Regions from separate parts of the Rattus norvegicus genome. Here region 2 is linked to region 1. The links are chromatin contacts, called in public Hi-C maps. All regions are on one chromosome and are shown on one strand. Each heading gives the region's core, a stretch centred on a gene start, on an enhancer-like site or on the middle of the called end of the contact. The rest is flanking DNA. Distances are from core to core; before and after follow the strand shown. Region 1 holds the start of Top2b (DNA topoisomerase II beta). Region 2 overlaps Ngly1 (N-glycanase 1).

Region 1 (2,700 bases), core at 133-2,632:
AACCGAACAAAGAAACCAAGGAACAAAAATGCCAAGCAATACCAACTTCCTTAGCGTGTTCAGAGGCGAGGGATTTGGGATCCTCTGGAAGGGGTGTGTTAAAGTCCCTGAAATGTGTAAATTTTCTGTCCTAGCTGCTGGTCTCATCTGCTAAGTCTGATGTTTTGCATGGGAAATGACCCTGGTCTGAACTCAGTGCGGAGTAAGTGAAGTGCTGGAGTTATCGATCTGTCGTGGGAACCCTGCTCCAATTGCTCCTGCTGCCTCGCTACTTCCACTTCCCACTGGGAACTAGGCTCTGCGATCCTCCAAGTTCCGGCTTAAGCACCCCCTCCCTCACCTCCTGGGGAAACCCCTGAGTCCCCACGCGATGTACCCGGGAGGCTGACGTAAGTAAGCTCTTCCCTTTAATCCCGCGGGCAGATGGACCAGCTGCGGTCTCTAACCTGCTGTCAAAGTCATCCCAAATACCCTCTCTGCGGAATGAGCCTTTAAAGGGGAGGCGCAAACCGCAGTGGCCATTCAAGTTCACGTTCCTTTGGGACAGGCCGCCGGAAGCGGTTGCATTTGGCATAAGTTCTGCAATATTTTCTGGCGCTGCGCTCGTGGAGGCTCGCGTTATCGCGGTCCCCTACGTCCTGGTGTACACCCTGAAGTTTCAGGTGAGCATTCTTCCGCAGCCTGAACCTCGTAGAGGCGGAAAGCAGAGAGAAAAAGGCACTCAGGGATAGGCCCTGCCTGCAGCCCGACAGGGCGCCCGCCGCGCCGCGCTCTCAGCCCCCGCCCGCACAGCCCGCGGCCCACGAACAATGCGTCCGCCCGCGCAGCACTCACCACCCAGGTCAGCGCCCCGTCAACGCCCGCGAGGCTGGACTTGGCCATGGCAGCGCCTCCCGTGCAGGCCAGGGGCTGCTCGCGCACCGGGGACGCGGCTCGCACTGACCGCTGCGCGCCGCACTCCTAGCCGCGCCCCATCGCGGGCCCGAGCCGCTGAGGAGGCCGCGCCGCCCGCCGCCCTCAAACTCGAGCGCGGCGCCCGGGCCTAGAGCGCGGCCGAGGGCGAGGAAGGGCTAGCAGTGAGACGCGGTCTTCCGGGGCTCACGCAGGCGATCGGGATCGCGAATGAGGGGCGAGGGTCGGCGCGGGCCGGCGCGGGCCGGCTAGGAGACGCGAGTCAGAGCCCTGACACGAAGGAGTCACTGCTTCTCCTCACGCAACCGAATCCGCAGAGTCCTCGACGCGGTCGCCGCCGCCTCAAAGGCCGCCACTGCCTTAAAGCCGCTCAAGCGGTGTCTGACCGGGTCCTTAGGAGCACTGGCCGAGAGGGACAATAAACAGCCGCTGTGGTGGCCTCCCTTTAGTCCGGCATAACACCGCACACACAGGCGCGCTCGGAGAGGGGGAGGGTGCGGCGGCCACCGGCTGTCAGTCAGCCATGGACCGTCCAATCACGGTCTTGTCGCTACAGTCCTTCGACCAATCCCAAAATTTCAGGCCCCCAGAGGGGCGGGATCCGAGGGGAAAACGTCATTGCGGGTAGCAACCGAGAGGCAGACTTGGGTTTTTTGTTTGTGTGTGAGAGTGTGTGTGTGTGTAAGAGAGAGGCAGAGTGAATGGGGTTTCCGTCCAAAGGGAGAGCGGGCGGCTGTCATGGGTCATTCCCGGGCATCCAAAGGAGCCGGGAGTCCTGGGACGAGGGCTGTGGAAACCTCCGGGCAGTGGTCTTGCAGACCTGCCGGGAAGTCGGGGAGGCTGGAGAGGAGGGGGAGGGTGGGGGCAGGGAGGCAGGAAGCCTTAGGCGTCCCCAGAGACTGGGCCGGGGAGTGAACTGCAGATGGGACCGTTTGCCGTTAGGAGCAGCCGGATCCCCTACCCCACCTCAGGTCCCAGGTTGCTGCTGCGCAGAGCGTCCGCCAGACTCCTTGTCCTTCATCTGCCCGCCCCCCAAACGCTGCAGGCAGTCTTCAGTGTCACCACTTAGGGAACTTAAACATTGCCCAGGGAACGTTCCTGGGAAGGAACGCGAGCAGGTCAGGGCTCCCTTCCCGGGCTACTGAGCTTTCCTCCCAACAGTGCAGAAGGGTCCCTGTCGGTTCTCACCTGTCAAGGACTGCACCAGCACCACCACGTCTAAGAGGGCACATATATCGTTTTTTGAACTTCAAGAGTGGTTTTCAGGTACACATTAAGGATAGACTTTTCTCGTGAGGAAGCTTTCTAAGAATAAAATGTGCCACACCAAAGCCTTTGGCAGACGGAAGAGCTCTTGACTTCACCCAGCCTGTAAATGGAATTACATTCAACAAGTCCTTTTTGGGTATACTCCCCGCCATTCTCTGCCAGGCGTGGCAATGGGTTTAAAGGGACAACAGCCTCAGATGTCAATCTTCCAAGAGTGACTAACAGAGGACGCTGAAGAACTTTATCCCGTTGGAGCTAACAGCTTTCTGTGAAAGTGTTTCTGTGAGTCTCTCTGGCGGCTAAGGACTTCCCTTAAGGGAAAACAAAAATGCCTGGGGTCATACCTTTCAACTGCAGCATTCTGAAACCAAGGTGGGCAGCTCTGAAACATGAAAATAATTTAAACGTAGTTCTTAATTAGCCCTCTGGAGACCATGAATTTTCAGTTTTATTTGGGTATTCTGACTAAACACCAAAGCCTTTCTTTATTTTGAATTTGGTGTTCTAGCTTGTAAATCA
Region 2 (2,700 bases), core at 15-2,514, 51 kb after region 1:
CAGTGCTGTCAGGGAGCAGGTTCACTGCACACATCCAGCCATGCCTTCTTGCCTTCCCCAGTCTCCCCTACACACTGACTATGAATGAGGTCAGATACATGACCATGACAGGATATGGGAATGACAATGGGGCTCCAACCGAGACTAGTCTACTCTCACACACGGCTGCTGAGTAAATGTGAAGGCAAGGTGCAAGGAGGGAATCTATAGAAGGTGAGAGGGAACATTCAGTTGGCTGGGAATGGATATTAAGCCACGCTCTGATGACAAGAATTCAATCGAAAAGGAAAATAAAATAGGTTCCGAGGAGAAGGACAGACAGTTGCAAAGCAGAGCACAGAGCAGGGTGAGGCGGGGCAAACAGCTAGGTTACTTGTGGAAGAGCACTGAATTCAGGAGCAAGTGAAATGTGGGAAGTGTTTCTCCAGGACAGACTAGAGCACATGCAGGCCCCATGAGATGGGAGATGAGCTAGGTAAGTGTTCCCCTTGCTGTTAAAGGCAAGGAGCCATCACTTGCCTCCCAAACACTGCAGCAGTCTCCATTTGACTTTTGTGTTCTTTTTAATTCAGATATAACTGAGCAATGCATTTGGAAACTACGAGACTTAGTAAGTCTCTGTGGCCTTGGGAGGTAAGAGTCTCTAATACTGTGAAAATAGGTTGCTTGTTATCCACTGTGTGGGATGTCACTGAGTAGAGGAGTGCTGGGAACTGGCTAACTATTCAACAGAGCTGGCAAACAACCAAAGATGGCTGATGCCTCTAAGTGGGAAAGACAAAGTTTAATGACAATTGCTACTCTTACTTTCTTTCATCCCTCTCCTTTCTTTCCCTCCTCTCCTCACCTCTCTCCCTACCCCTCTTCTCTATTCTCTTCCCCTTCCCTTCTTCCTTCTCTTTCCTCCTCCCCACTCCCTCCCTCCCTTCCTCCCCTCTCCAAGATTCTAGTATTTTTATTGATTTAACACTAAGTTCTATAGTTAGAAACAGATTCACTCAATGAAGAATTGTACCATACTCTACACTAAATCAAACCAGGTCTCGAATAGGCAGGTCTGCTTTCTGTTTAATGGCCTTTGTAACTCATCACATCACTGAATTCCTCCTGCAATGTACCCGCTCTGACTGTGGTGTTCTATTTTGATTCATGTATCAAAACAGAGCACATATTCCTGCTGTTTTGATGAACACCTACTCATCTTTCAGTGTCCAGCTCAAAGACTGCCTGTTTTGAGGAGATCTGCCCAACTCCCACAGCCAGAGCTAATTACCTCAGCGTTTCCATAGCAATGCATTGCTATCCTTATTATAGCATTCTGCATGGTGGTTAAGATGGCTGTTTATGTTTTCCTGGTTAGGCAGTAAGGAGAAAGGACTCATATTCACTCATATAGCCGAAAGGAGGCCTGGTAATCACAATAGGCACTCGGCAAATGACTGCAGATGAACGCAGGACTGAAGAAGACAGAAGAGACACGTGCCAGAGCTGCCCTGCTTCTAGAACACTGCACCTTCTGCCACAAACCATCATTTTCTCTATCATTTTCCCTAGCAACACTGCTGGCTAGGGAGAAATATGAGCTTTCTCCAGTTTAGCAAGAACAGACTAGTTTCTGGGTAGATGAAACTTCTATTCCATTGTGCTTTCTGCTTGTAAAACGTAGGCTAAGGGCAGTCTTCTACCAACTACAGAATCATTATAGACATGGACACTATGAAATTCTAAGTTCTTTTTTGTTTTCTTTTGTTTTTGCCCTTTTTGAGACAGGGTTTGTGTAGCCCTCACTGTTCTGGAACACACTCTTTAAACCAGGCTGGCCTCAAACTCAGAGAGATCCACCTGCCTCTGCCTCCTGAGTACTGGGATTAAAGGTGGGTGGCACCACCAGGAGAAAGTCTACGTTTTATTGCTTGGCTTTTTTTGCATTTCTTTGGCTAAGTAAAACTATTTGCAAAATTGCAAGCTTAATAATCCCATAGCCTATTCTCAGTTCAGCAAAGAGGACTCCCACTTTATGGTTCAATATAATCGTTTATTTTTACAGATGGTGTATGTGTGTGTGTCTGTGTGAGTGTGCGTGTGGGTGCCTGTGCCTCTGAGTGGGTGTGGCTACCCTCTTCCTGCTCTGTCCATTTCTTTTGAAGCAAGGTCTCTCCCCGAACATGGGCTCAATATTCCTCAGTTTGGCTGGAAACCAGAAAGCCCAAGCAATGTACTCCAGCTTCTGCCCAAGTCAAAGCTGGGGTTATAGGTACGTGTGGGATGCCTAGCTTGTTCCACGGGTGGCTGAACTCATGGCTGCATACCAAGTGCTCTTAACTCCGAAGCCACCTGTCCAGCCCTCATGAGATATGATTAAACTCAACTTTGTAATAGTACAGCAACAGGTAAGTTTAGAAACTGAAGCTCACAACTGAGTTGAGAAGAGGGCAGATCTCCTTGCTTCTTTCTACTGTGTGGTGGACGCTCGTGAACACAGCCCTTCCTTCTGTGACTCCCTCTTCTTTGATCTATCCAATGTCTTACAAGTGAACAATGTCCCTTTAAATATTTTTGTATGTTGACTTTAAAGCTTCCTATGAGTTATTTAATGACTTGGCAGGAGTTGGGAACAGCTATTGATAATGTTTGAGGTATGAGAGAGTTAGATGGCTCAATGGGCAAAGGCACCCCCTGAGCAAGTCTGCTGACTGTGAT

Evidence for each region. Hi-C and Micro-C count contacts between places; a contact is called where the count stands out from the background.
Region 2: a contact with region 1 is called in a Hi-C map of frontal cortex, with 1.8 times the contacts expected there. The contact joins the enhancer-like site here to the promoter of Top2b in region 1. A contact is called at or near these places in 3 of 12 Hi-C or Micro-C datasets (the A7r5 cell line, frontal cortex and hepatocytes).

The regions. Positions count from the first base shown.
Region 1 is chr15:11,541,082-11,543,781 of GRCr8, forward strand. Top2b (DNA topoisomerase II beta) reads right to left here and starts at 1,383. Exons shown (of 36, transcript NM_001100858.2): 1 at 835-1,383. The coding sequence starts at 882.
Region 2 is chr15:11,592,192-11,594,891 of GRCr8, forward strand. All of the region lies in intron 10 of Ngly1 (N-glycanase 1), which reads right to left. Among named protein-coding and RNA genes, the nearest start is that of Ngly1, 42 kb to the right of the region's middle. Within about 2 kb of position 1,265, at least 21 of the 93 cell types and tissues checked have an H3K27ac peak or open chromatin away from gene starts, as enhancers often do.